Regions from separate parts of the Zea mays genome. Here region 1 is linked to region 2. The links are chromatin contacts, called in public Hi-C maps. All regions are on one chromosome and are shown on one strand. Each heading gives the region's core, a stretch centred on a gene start, on an enhancer-like site or on the middle of the called end of the contact. The rest is flanking DNA. Distances are from core to core; before and after follow the strand shown.

The links. Hi-C and Micro-C count contacts between places; a contact is called where the count stands out from the background.
Region 1: a Hi-C map of leaf shows a contact between it and region 2, with 2.0 times the contacts expected there. The contact joins the promoter of LOC103647807 here to the promoter of LOC100382594 in region 2. A contact is called at or near these places in 3 of 25 Hi-C or Micro-C datasets (ear, leaf and tassel).

Annotation. Positions count from the first base shown.
Region 1 is chr2:216,077,000-216,083,690 of Zm-B73-REFERENCE-NAM-5.0, forward strand. It overlaps LOC103647807 (formin-like protein 5), which reads right to left and starts at 3,922. Exons shown (of 19, transcript XM_008672315.4): 1 at 3,354-3,922; 2 at 2,066-2,766; 3 at 1,775-1,993; 4 at 1-1,649. The coding sequence starts at 3,426.
Region 2 is chr2:215,836,986-215,844,095 of Zm-B73-REFERENCE-NAM-5.0, forward strand. LOC100382594 (Eukaryotic aspartyl protease family protein) reads right to left here and starts at 5,004. Exons shown (of 12, transcript NM_001175324.1): 1 at 4,702-5,004; 2 at 4,469-4,589; 3 at 1,373-1,800; 4 at 1,131-1,287; 5 at 1-27. The coding sequence starts at 4,958. LOC100191985 reads right to left here. Exons shown (of 4, transcript NM_001137409.1): 4 at 5,755-6,761. The coding sequence ends at 6,093.

The DNA of each region.
Region 1 (6,691 bases), core at 2,672-5,171, 240 kb after region 2:
GGTGACCTAGGTGGAGAAGCACCTTGAGGTAAGTTTGACAAACCTGTTGAAGCTAACCCCATGTGCATAGGCGTAGAACTTGAAGAATAGTTGGTTGCAGGTGGAGGTGGAGGCGGTGGCGGTGGAGAAACCTGGCTTCTTGATGCACTTTGTGCACCTAGTAACAAGGATTTTTGTGGAGGCGATGGAGCAGACTGTGCAGATGTTGCTTCTCGTGTCAAGTTGCTGCCATATGGTTGTTTTAGTGATAATAAAGGTGCATCATTCACAACGCTGATTTTACCATCTGTAGATATGGATCGAATACCTAGTGCAGCTGGTGAACTGTAGTATCTAGATGGAGGGTGAGATGGTCTGCGCACAGAGGTAGCGTCAGATTCCTTCTTTGGTGAGATCCATCTACGCATTATTTTTGGTTTGGCAAGCTTTGGTTGATCTTCCATCTTTGCATTGCCTACTACCATCTCCTTCAATACTGATAACACAGCTTTATCAGGGATTTGCCCTCGGTCATCACTTCCAAGCCTCGGACTCCTAGCCCTGGCTACTGTTCGACTTTGAGGAAGAACTATACCAAAATCCTGTTTGTCAACAAGCACCTCTTGCTTGGCTTTTATCTCAGTTGCTACTCCAGTGGCTGGTAAGACAACAATTCTGTCATGGACAGTGGTTTTCTTGGTAGGCACGGTTTCAAGGCAAGATTCTAATCTACACCCATCCAATTTGCCATTGGCTATATCAGAAGGTTTAGCAGTTTGAATCTTGCCATTGTCATTGTCCAATGAGGTCCTACTCTCAGTAATTGGTTTGCCTATCTTAGCCGCGATGCTCTCTTCATTGACAACGTTTTTTACTACCTGTATTGCATTACCATTGACAACTATAGTTTTCTCTTCATAGATCACTAGCTCGTTGTCCACACTTATTGTGTTCTCAGTGATAATCTTAATATCACCATTCTGCAACCCTTCATTTTTCTTAGTTCTCATGTGGGCATCCCCATCTGTACGTGACAAACTTCTAGGAGAGCCAAAAGCAGTGTAGTCCAAATCAGGGTATTCTGACATTTTTGTTTGTTCATCAGTCTGGCAGTGAATTCCATCACTGCCACTTAGATCGACTGTCGTGACTAAAGTTTGTGCAATTACACCTTTCGTGTCCTCCTGACCGGTAGATCCAAACTTGTGTCCCTCTGAATCAACAGATGTAGCAACCACCTGTATATCATGCACATCACTGTTCTCTTGATCATTATTTTTGCTTAGTTTAGCATTTGGAAGAACTTCACGAGGCTGCTGCAATCCTTCTTGATTCTCAAAACTTGAGGTAGGTGCAATTGCCACTTTTTCATTCATACTACCAAAATTCTGGGAGACAGCAATCTTCACACCCTCATCAGATCGGTGCTTCTCTAGGCTGCTCCTTTCTTCAGTTGTTGCCCCACCATCAAATTCTGCAATGTCATTTAATGATATTCCACCATCAATTGAATGAGTTGCTGGGTCTTTTCTAGCATCATGCCAATACTCCTCTGCTTCATAAAACTCCTCTCCTGTGTCTACCGAAGCAACATCAGTCTCGTCTCCATCATCAGCTACCTCCTCGATGGTAGCAGCAGGCTTAAATGAAACAGGGTCTGAAAAGTGTACCTGGTTCAAAATTTGAGCTATATTTAAGATTTTTTTTGAGAGAAAAAAATATATTTAAGATTTCATGGTGCATAGATACAGAGAAAGAAAGTAAAAGGCATAGAAGGACAGATGAGTTTAAGCACCTCAGCTCGAAAGTCCCTTGGGAACTGATTATTCACATTCCAAGCAACATCAATATCATCACGATTCAGTTCAAGGATGTTTGATTGAACGAATGCAGTGTTGAACATGACCCGGAACATTGTTTCCTTATTCTCTATATTATCGCCAATATGGATGAATTCAAGTACCACATCTCCATGAACATGGCAGGACACACTTAATTTTATGGGAACCTCTGCCTGCATTGCAACCATATGTCAGTAGATTTTGGATTTGGGTATAAACATACTAGTAATTTAGGAGACAGTCACCTGTCCATAACGCTGAAGGTGCTTCTTTGTTTTTGGCATCTCATAAAGGACCTTTGCACTCTTGTTACCAGGACTTGAGTCTTGCCCATGTACAATCAAGTATGGCCTACAACCACCATCTGTGTCAAACCGCGGAACAACATGGAGAACTATTGAATCCAAGATGAGGGGTCTGCTAATAGGAGGCCATTCTGAACCACCTCCTTGTCTTGTTATATAGTGCAGATATCTCAAATGTGAAGGCTGGGGATTCAAGGGAAAGAACTGCTGTATAAAGTCCCTGCGAGCCTGCTTGTAGACCATTTCTAGTGTCCTCTGCTCGCCAGTATATATTTTGCGATACAAAAGCAGTCCGGCCAACATGAATGCAAGCACTGGCCAACCCCCTCTCTCGCAATGCATCAAAAGCATGTTATGTTGTCCTTCCACTGATAGCCAATTTTCACATGATTTCAAGAAATGGTGGATCATCTCGAGCTGAAGCAACGGACATCCTTCATACTGTTGTGGGTAGTCCATTACTGTCATGTCATACTCAGATAAAATATCTGATATCCGGCTTCTTTTGTCCCCAGACCAAAAATTGGATGCCATAAGTGATGTGTCCGGAAAAAATTCCTGCAATTGCGCGACAATGCCACTCAAGTAATCCCGATACTCATCCTCACCCATGGAATCAGTCGAGAAGCAACAGTCAAACACTGAAAAGGCATACATATCATTGCATTAGTCACCTAGTATTAACCAAATCGAAAAGGTACATAGCACATCAGACTAGTAGCATCTCATTTCAACAATTGCAAATGTCCTATAATTTCAAATTTCAACAGAACTCAAATATTTGGTTCGCTTTATTTCAATGAATAAGCGCACCATTCTAGTTAACATGATTAAACAATTAAATTTGTGGCCAGGGTAGGGGTCGAGATGAACATGCCAATTTAAGACAAATGCAGTTAAACCCAAAGCTTCCTAAAGAGCAAACATCCAGAAACACCATCAAATAAGGCGATGAGAGCCAAATGCAGCTAAATCTAAGACGGCTTCCACGGCTCCATACCCACAAACACACCAAATGGATGCTTCAGAATCCAATTCGAAATTTACTAAAAATCTAGCTGCTTACTGGAACGCTTGTGCTTCCAACCGCGCCGAATTTCAGCTCAGTTAAACTCAACATACAAATAAAAAGCACTTCACCAAAACTCCAAAACCAAGCGGGAGCCTAAAATCATCCGAATGTCACACCCGCACGAAACAGCTCGACGGAGAGTGGCGAGCATTATACCGTAGACGTTCTCGGAGATCTCGAGCAGCCGATCCGGGGTCTTCTTGAGGAAGAACTTGCGGAAGAGCGCCATTCTCCCCTTCCTCCTCCTCCGCCTCCGCCTCCACCTCCGCGCCCGCCGCCTCTCCGCCGGCGCCCGCCGAGCTGCTGCGTCTCCTCAGGCGGCCACCGATCGGCTCCGACCGGGGCGCCAAAGGCATGAGGAGGACGTGCCCGCCGCCTCTCCGCCGGCGCCCGCCGAGCTGCTGCGTCTCCTCAGGCGGCCACCGATCGGCTCCGACCGGGGCGCCAAAGGCATGAGGAGGACGTGCCCGCCGCCTCCGCCGAGCTCCGGGGCGGTGCCGCGGGGGGTCACGGGGTCCGCAGCTCCGCCTAGGGCTCCGCGGCGGAGCGCAGCAGCAGGAGGAGGAGCAAGGCACGGTGGTGAGGAAGGGCGTCGGAGCCCGGGGGGCGGTCGAGGCGGAGGCACCGTGGTATTCGGGCGCCTCTTCCTCTACTACTTGCTGCTGCCTTCTTCTCCTCGCTATCTTTTCTTGTATTTTCGCTTGCTGGTTTTACTTGCCCGCTGCGGTGAACGCTTTGGTGCTGCCTTGACAGCGGTGATGACCGCGCGCTTCGCGACTCTGGTTTCCTCCTCGTATTCCACTGTCTTACGGGACCCACATCACTCTAGACCCACACGTCTGTGACGTAGTCTGTGTTGGGTGTGAATAGGATGGCGTGCGGCGAGAGCAGAGTAGTGACGGTACGGAAGACGGGCGACGGGAACGGGATCTCACCTGGCTGGGCTGGGACTGGGAGGCCCCTATTTTCGCGGTTAAATACATTTATAATCGCCCTGCTTGCTGTTTTGGGAGGCTCACCGGTCACGTGCAGGCGGTCAATTTGTTTTCCCGTTTGCACTGCCCGGGAATTTAAGCGCAGTGGCATGTCTGTTCATGGCTGTCGTCGGCTCATATAATTTTGTTGTCGTAGTTGGCATGCATACCAACGGTTACATTTTCAGAGAGGTAAAAGTCCGGCGGCTTAGGCTATTCCAGTCTACTATCTTCTCACAATGTCCAAAACTGATATATAAAATTACGTAAAATACAACTATCCGTTATAGAATTTTAAATGCTAGCATGTGTGAGAGATATAGGATGTGGGTCACTTGAATGGTTAAAATTTTAAGCGTGGTGAGTGGTGACATGTCCGTCCACGGTTGTCATGGTCTCAGAGAAATTTCGTTTTATATTTGGCACGCGTGTCACGTCAGGCGGCTTAACGATGGTCTTCTCAAAGTATGTCTTCTGGGGTGTTTTGAAATTTTCGTCACCGCATAAATTATCCTAGCAGAAGTAAAAAAAATAGTAGGTTAATTTTTAACTGGGCGACATGGTACTATGGGCATGTTTGTTTACCCCCCAAATTATATAATCTGGATTAAATAATCCTAAGAGGCAAACAAACAGTCTAGCTTATTTGCCCAGATTATATAATCTAACCCCTTGGATTATGATAATCCATAAGCAAGTGAGGAGGTGCTTATTTCAGATTATTTTTTTCACACTTCCCTACTACCCTTTCAAGTTTCCTAGAAATTACCCACCATTGCCATTATAATCTACCGAATCGTTTTTGCGCCTATCGGATCGGAGAAGCCCGCCGCCCAACAGAAACACGCCAGATAATCTAGGTAGACAAACAAGACTACTCAGATTATATAATCCAAATTATATAATCCAGATTATATAATCCTCCAAAAATAATCCAGATTATATAATCTATTGGGATAAACAAACAGGCCCTATATGATGATGCAAAAAGCATGCTGCGCCTGCGCAAATTTAAAAACATGACCGCCGTGGACCTGATTCGATTGAATCTCTCTCCTATGATGATGCGTTCGCAACCCTCGTTTTCTAGATGTGCAATGCAACCCGGTGGAGGGCCGGCTGTAACTCTAAGCCTAGGGCCATCCGGACGGCCGCCTCATGCCTCCAAAATTAGGGTCTAATCTCTTACGGTTAATTGTATAGCTAACTTGATACATAATGTTAAGTTAAATAATCTAATCTTTAAGTTGAGAATTTTAAAGTTAAGCTTGACAAAACTACACATATCTTCTATGGAGATATTTGAATATGTCGATAAGATAAATTCATATCCTAATGTTTCTATAACTTATCAAAACTTATTTACTATACATGTATGATGGTGGCATCAAATGAAAGGAGTTTCCCGATATTGAAATAATTGAAGAACTATTTAAGGTCTACAATCTCTCAAGAACGATTGAATCATTTGGCCACCGTACGTTTGAGAATGAGAAAAGATTATTAGATAAAATTTATATCAACACAATTATTGATGACTTTGTCTCAAAAATGGTAAAAGAAACTTTTGAGGTATTATAAAATTTATTTGGTATAATATCTTGATATCAAATTAATTGTTATCGATATAATATAAAATTATATATATTATATACAAAATATTATATTTATATGAGAGGTCCAAGTTTTATGTTCGCCTTAAAGCACCAAAACCTCAGCTCCGTTCCTTCTGCAGCTCTGCTCATAGCTGCAAAAGCACAGCTTGTTGAATTAATAAAGCACCAGAATAAATATAGTTGAACGTCGTGGACCAGCCTCCCTCGAGCAGTCCAGCCACACAGGGAAGGCAACACGTGCAAGGCAGTGGGAAAGCGAGACGAGCGCACGCCGGCTTGGCCGGACGTGGGTCAAGTGGAAAATTGCGCACGGTTTGATTGGTTTTTTACCAGGTTGTTGTGCCGGTTAGATTTAATACGGTTTTGTATGCGTTTTATTTAATTAAATTAAATAAATTTAAAATCCATATTAATTGTTGACTAGTAATAAGACTAATTATATATGAAAATTTTTGTATGTCATTGACACATAAGGAACGAGTATATTTTCAGATGGCATAGGAATTTACCCAATTATAAATGGCTTGCAGCCTGCTAGGAAGGCGAATGGAAGACTAATAAACTTTGAGACGAAAGTAGTGTTTGAATGCAAGTGCTAAAGTTTAACGTAAATATAGAAAAACATCCTGTTGGGGCTATGCTTCGTCACGCCGAAGGTCTTGAAGGAAGAAGCAGTTTCGGCTGAAGCTGTCCGCGTGCGATGACCGAAGCTTGCTCTTCATAAAGCTTCGGAATTATGAACCGACTTAAAAGTAGAAAGACCTTTTAGTCCATAAGCGTTTGAGTCGTTATTTTAACTTTCATGAAGGGCACGGTTGTAAATTCTCACAGTCTGGGTCCTGCGCCTATAAATAGTGAACAGTATTCCTCTACTGTTCACGCTTTTGGGGGTATTTTTTGCCAT
Region 2 (7,110 bases), core at 3,754-6,253:
CTTAAGAGAATGTACTTTGCTTGTCACCTATCAATTGAGACATAAAATCAGTAAACACATTTCTTCAGGAGCATAACCACCATTCGTTCATTTTTTAAGAGTAAAGGTACACCGGTGGTCCTCAAACTTTGCCCAAGATGTTTTTAACCACGGCCTGAAATTCGCTCCCACGGGGAGTCAAACCCAGGACCTGAGGAGTGCTACTCAGACCATCTAACCAATTCGGCTAGAGGCCCTTTCGCAAGGGAACAATTAAGAGATATATGGATCTCAATTGGACACAAGTAACAAGTTCCGATAGTTATGGAGATTTGAAACTTCAAGGGAACAATTAAGAGATATATCATATATGGATCTCAATTGGACACAAGTAACAAGTTGAACTCCCCATATCTGCATTTCAAGACTGAAGAACTTCTAGATGACACAGGGCAAGTTCAAAGGACTACCATGTGTATGTAGTGTTTCTAAAAATAGTTAAAGTAGGACCAAGACAAAGACATTCAGCTCATGCAAAAACCAACAACAAAGCCTTTTTGTCCCAAGCAAGTTGGGACTTGGGGTAGGCTAGAGTTGAAACCCAACAAGAGCCACCAATGAAAAGGGAAAATAAAGAGAGAAAAGTAAATATATACAAAAAGGGCATCAGAATATATTATTATTAGGGTATATGACATGCAAAACCAAACAAAACAAAAACTATGTGTAGGTGCACCAGTCAACGGTGTCCTTGTAATCAAGAAGTTCATTTGTCAAGCTACAGCCATGGGAGTAGAGAAAAAGGAGAGATGCAGTTATTAGCTAATGGACACGAAAAGGTGTCAAGGCAAAAAAGCAGATGGTGCAAACTAGAAGTTGGGTTCTATCTAGGGAAGTGTACACTTATCTAGTAGTCATTAAGATGTTTACATTCTTTTATGCAAGGAAAAAAGTTAAAAAGATGGAACTAGTGCAGTTTTGGTCCATAAAAACTATTAATATAATACCTTCTGAAGCTAGATACGCCCTACCTTTTTTACATGGTAAATTGCAAAAATAGAATCCCAAGCAAATAGATTTCACATGAAGGAAAAGTAACTGCAAAAGAACAAAGATCCAACAGGAAAGGAATGGACGTGTAAATAGCTTACAGCTTCTTTAAAAGCCACAAAAGCTTGCTCTGGCAAATAAGCATATGTGGTCCCACTATCCAAAACAGTCCCATGTTTGCTGTTGAAGATCCTTGATTCCACCCGCAGTGCCTTTCCAGCAACATGTATTTCTTTTAACTCAATGTTGTAATATGGGCTGTTGTTAATCTAAGATTAGCTAATAGAAACATGTCCCACAAAAAGAACATGGATCGGTTATCATATAGAAAACTATACATTACCTGCGGAGAGGGTCCGAGTTTGAAAAAATCATGTCTGGAGGAGCAAGCATTCCACCGAGTACCATAGCACCGCCACCAATATCCATGCCACCATAGCACAATGAGAACGAATCACTTATGACACCCTTTTCAACAAGCTGATCCATTATGCTAAGTTGACCACGACCCAGCCCCATTATACCATCAGCATGCTGACTGAACAAATCTCCAGTTTCAGAATTTTCACAGCCAAAAATAGCATGCTGTGGCTTAAGTTCACTCTCTCTGCCAAAAGACACTATGTCCTCACCAAGCACCCCACTGCTGGAGCTCATTTCAGCATACTGCCTTTCATAAGTGCACTGTTTTTTGTCACTGTCACAAGTACAATCAACGTTGCATTTTACTGGTGAATATGAACTGGAGAGGTCAGGTTGAAATCGTGGATCCTACATCAACCAAATTTCAGATTATCTTACTGCAAATGAATTAATTTCTAGGCAACTGAATATCTGCACACAAGCAGAGACCAGCAATAACAGCAATCTCCAAGACAAATAAAATATTGTTTCGTATTGATGGCATGATTAACACAGTCACACACATTTTCTATTTCAAATTATTATATACATCAAGGTACTCATATGATCTTCAACCCTTTGGACATTACAGTGTAAAATATAAGATCATTTCAAATACAGTACTCGCATGCCTCATCAATGAGGTGAGTGATCCATTCAATGAAGAAACAACACCAAGATCCACTAAGACAATGTTTGGCACAGCTCCACTTCACTAGTGAAGCCTTTTTTTTTGCTTCGGTCCCATGAGCAGCTCTAGCAATGGAGCTGGAGCTGTTTTTCGTGAACTGATTGGCGAAACAGCTCCACATGTGGAGATCACACACAGGGCCACTAGAGCGAGGTGGAGCCGGGTAAAGCCATCCCACACCTCCTTTGTCTCAGCATGTTTTAAGGGGCTCCATGGGTGAAGCTGTTTTGTTTTACCCCGTTTGGCACAAACGGCTCCAAACAGCTCCAGGAGCCAATGGTGGAGCTGTGCCAAATGGGGCCTAAGTAACGATGGTGGCAAAACAATGATGACATTGAGATGGATCCCGAGCCATAAATGCATTTGCAAAGTTGCATGAAGATCATTTGAGAAAGCTGCAAAAGAATAATATAGAGTGAAATGCACCATGGTCCCTAAACTTTTCCCGTATTCTCATATGGGTCCTTCAACTTTTCACGTTGTTCATTCGAAGTATGAATTCAGGTTCAATCACTTCGAATAAACCACCTAAATTGTTGAAGAAACCAAATGATCACTTTAGTTCACGGACCAAGATGGGAATATGGGAAACGTTTAGGTGCGCATGGTGAATTTCACTCAATAATCTAGCATCTAAGAAGGGCCTTCAGTTCATCAAAACTAAATTGTGCGCTAGCAATATCAATGCAGGGCACCTCAATTTGTTCAAATGTTAAGATATATTACCTTCTGAATTTTTTTACATTTAAAATATGATGATGTGTGGTGATGTCATGACATAAGATCATAAAGCCCTGACCAATGAATGTTTTGTCTTTAGTTTTTGTTTTAAATTCGCTTTCAGCAATATATGATACTTGATATAATATGATATCACACACTAATGGAATGCTCGCAAAGTACTTTAAAATACAAAACTACCTCATGGATAATCATTCAAAAGACAATGCAAAGAATCCGGACATGTACTTTAGACCTTTTTTTTCTCTGCTTAATATATAATGGGTCGCAGTTCTCCTGAGCGTTCGAGAAAAAAAAGGTCTCAGTATATTTTTCATTGTACAGAGATTTATTTTTGAAATGGATAATGACTAAACAGTAGCATCTACTCCCTCCGATCAAAAATACTTTGCATATTTGACTTTGGTAGTCTTCAATGTGTACCTTTGGCCACTAATTTCTTCTGGTATGCATTCTTAAAATCCTTCAAACTGAAGAGAATGTGCAAGTATTTTGAATACAAAACTACACAGCTAACTTGCAGATCTCCAAACTAAATAAGTTAGTAGTTATTGGTGCTTGTAGTTTTTAAGGTTTGAGCAAATCATGTCCTCAAAAACATGTTTTTATGACCGGAGCGAGTACCAAATTTCGGTATGGTGAAGCAATACTAAACCTTGAGTAGAGAAGCAGTGTTAACGGACGAAAAAGGTTACACAAGTACAACCAAACCAAACACCTGTAATTTGATGGCAGTATACGTGGGACACACTAACATTGCGAGAAAGTTATGTTGTTGGCTAAGGGCTTGTTTGGAAGCACCACAGTTTTTAAGAAATTGGTTTCTATCTCCGGTTTTTAGAAACCAGTTTATATAAAAAAAAACTGGGTGATGGTGTTTAGAAACCAGTTTCTAATTTTTTGGATACACAATGACTAGCCTACCCTTCCTCTATTTCAAAAAGCGGTGGCAATAGATGTAAATTCCGTGAAATCGACAAGGGCGTGGCGTAATTAAATGCACAAAAACTGGTTTTAACTAGGGGATGCCAGCTTCTTGGTTTTAAGAAACTGAGAATCCGGTTTCTATAAACTGGCGCATAAACTAGTATGTTTGGAACCACTCCAGTTTTCATAAACCAGTTTCTTGAAAACTAGGTGCTTCCAAACAGGCCCTAACAATTGGCGACGACAAAAACAAGGTTAATGGTTGACAATCCAATGTCATGGGTTGTGGCCAAGATTGCCATGGTACACATAGAGAAGTGTGGACAATAGACTATGACCATTTAGAAAAGCAAATAAATTGTGGCCCACAGGTCGAAGCCATGTCGTCGGTCGACACTAAGAAAATTTATCAACAACCCATGACTAAACTGGAACTCCCTAATCTACCTGCAAATGAAAATTTGAATCTTCTGAAAAGTAAGAGTTCATATATACCAAGCAGTTTCAGGAACCCATGTAATTTACATGCCATAAATTAGCTAAGTTCATTAGTCCAGCTACGCAACTTGGGTTGGTTCACATAGGCTATAGCATGCGTGCTATCATCCAAATCAACAAAATCATCTCACAAGTGCCTAGCTGGTAAATGAGCGGAGAAGCAAAAGAGTACAGTCCCACCTGGTGGTTGCCACACTGCTCGCAGGAGGAGCAGGGCACGTAGGTGACGGTGCTCCCGGAGTCAACGATCAGCGCGAACTCCTGCGGGGGCGTCCCGATGTACAGCCTCGTCGTGTAGTACCTGAACCAACACGACGACACGCGCCAGCCTCACGCCTCAGATCCAACAGAGAAAACAAAAACAAAAAAATGGGGGGGAAACAACAGCATATATAGGAACGAATTTTACCGACCCGTTGGTGAGGAGATCGTCGTGGAGGCGCATGCGCGCGTTGGGGTGGACCCCGTCGCCGAGGCCGCGCCGCAGCGAGGCGGCGAGCCGGCTGGCGTTGGGGTACGAGCGCGTGAGCGGGAGGAACAGCGGCGGCCCCGGCGCGGGCCGATCGGGGGATCCAGCGCCGGCCCCGGACGCGGCGGCCAGGAGTAGGATGACGGCGGCGACGACGAGAGCCTGGTGCGAGCCCGGCCGAGGCCGGCCGCGACCCGCCATTAAGCGGCCTCGTCGCGCGGGGAATGAGGGAGGGGGTAGGCTCTCCTGGGGGAGAGGTCGTCGCGCCGAGGGGGGCGAAGCCGGGCCGAGGCGACGACTTGTTAGAAGAGGGGGCCAGGGGGGAGGCGGATAGAGGGGTAATTCGGTAATTCACGGCGCGTCGCACCCCGTCCGGCACGTCGGATGTAGCACCATTTTGCTTACGGTTGCCGTTGCGGATCGCCTCACGTCGACCTGATTAGGCCTCGTCCGCTTGCGTCTGTATCAAAGGGGAATGAAATGGATTAAATCTCTTTAGGGCCAATTTAACAACTTTATTTCTATTTTTTAAAGAAATTAAACTAAAATTTTCTTAGAAAAATAAAATTTCTTCAAAAAAATGATGTTGTTAAAATTAAATAGAAATAGATTTAATCCCTTTAATTCAGACACAACTACACTGCCGCTTATGACTGTCACTGAATAGGGCGGGTAAGCTGGGTCAGTGGGTCTCGTCTTGTTTTATTCCCAGTCGCTGCACAGGAGTGGAGACTGGAGAGGCCGAGGGACGGGCGTTGACAAGAACAAGACGATCGCGATCTCACGAACTGACACTGACAGCACGGAAAGGTAGAGCCGGAGCCGCCTTGATGGCCTCTCCAAGGCTACATCACTGTTTCAGCAAAATTTATGAACACAAGTTATGCCAGACCTGCAAGTACAACTGTACAAGCCATGTCAACTGAAAGTAGAGAATATTATTTGCTTAAGATCGTCAGATGCGCAAGCTTCGCAAGTTTGACACTTTTTGGCTTTTCCAGCTCAATCACAACATTAGCAAGTAAAAAAGTTACATGTTCCTGGAGTACATGGGACAGACTTTCCTACATAAGACAGACTTGTTGACAGAAAGATATAAACATCCTAAGGAATAAGCACAGCTAAAGGTAAATACGAGTGCACATGAGAACACTCATATTTTGACCGGCGCCTCACACAGCTTCCAAAGAAACTGGACTACATCAGTTACACCTCCAAAACCCAAAACCCAGTGCTGTGGATGAGTCAAAAAGAAAAGAGAGTAAAGTTACACCTTATCACCAGCACAACACACCTTATAACCAGCACAACATTTCTGAGAGAGATGAAGCGAATCTATGGTTGCTGGGGAGGGCAATAGACGGATCCCAGATAGTTTGCATAGCTGCTAGAAGCTGCCGGACCGGACCCGCCGGAATAACCTGTATAGGCGCTTGCAGCTGGTGCTTGGGCCCCACCGGAATAACCTGCATATGCGCTTGCAGCTGGCGCTCCCGGGCCACCATACGCGATTTTATAGGGACTCGAGTTGTACGATGCTGCCACTGACCCTGGGGCATACTGGAATGGTTTTGGGGTGCTGAACGGCTCACCGTAAGAAGAAAATGCGCCTGCATCATATGCTGGGGCTGGTGGCGTGTAATGGTACCGGTCAGCAGCTCCATATCCATCAGGAAGAGGGGCACGGGAGGGCATTGGTGCAGGACCATGGGAAGGCATTGGCGCAGGAGCACGCTGCCAGCTATAGCCCGGAAATGGAGGCCTGCGAGCAGCTGAACCAATGGAACCGCCAGGTCTCCTGGTAAATGAAATGCCAGGGCCTCGAGGCTTCTTTGCATAAGTACGCCCACCAGCATCAGTTGATGGCCTTTTCTCACCCTTAGGCTTTAGCTCAGAAACACGCTTTTGGAGAGGTCCAAGTGAATACTCCTTCTGAAGCTTGTACTCCTCGATACACTTTATCACAGCCCTCAAAGTGAGTAGCTCCCTAGATTTTGGGTCGTCCTGAAAATTGGATTCGAGTCATAAGACAAACATGTAAAGTTATAATATAACAACAATAGAAGTCAAACAAAAAAGAATTAGAAATCGGAGCACAAAAAAGGACTTAATTCGCATCAGCTGATGAGGACATCTGATAGCTCTCCATGGTGGACAGCCGCGAGAGGACGGCAATCTGTTGTGCGTCGGAACCTAAGATCTCCGATACTAGATGTTATGGGGAAGCTAAGGTCAAGGTTATTAAAACGATAAAACGTTGGAACGCTCATGGGTGAAATTTTGACTTTTAAACGTTTAAACTTTGTTTAAACGTAGTTTTAAACAACATAGGAAAAATACCAATACATCATAA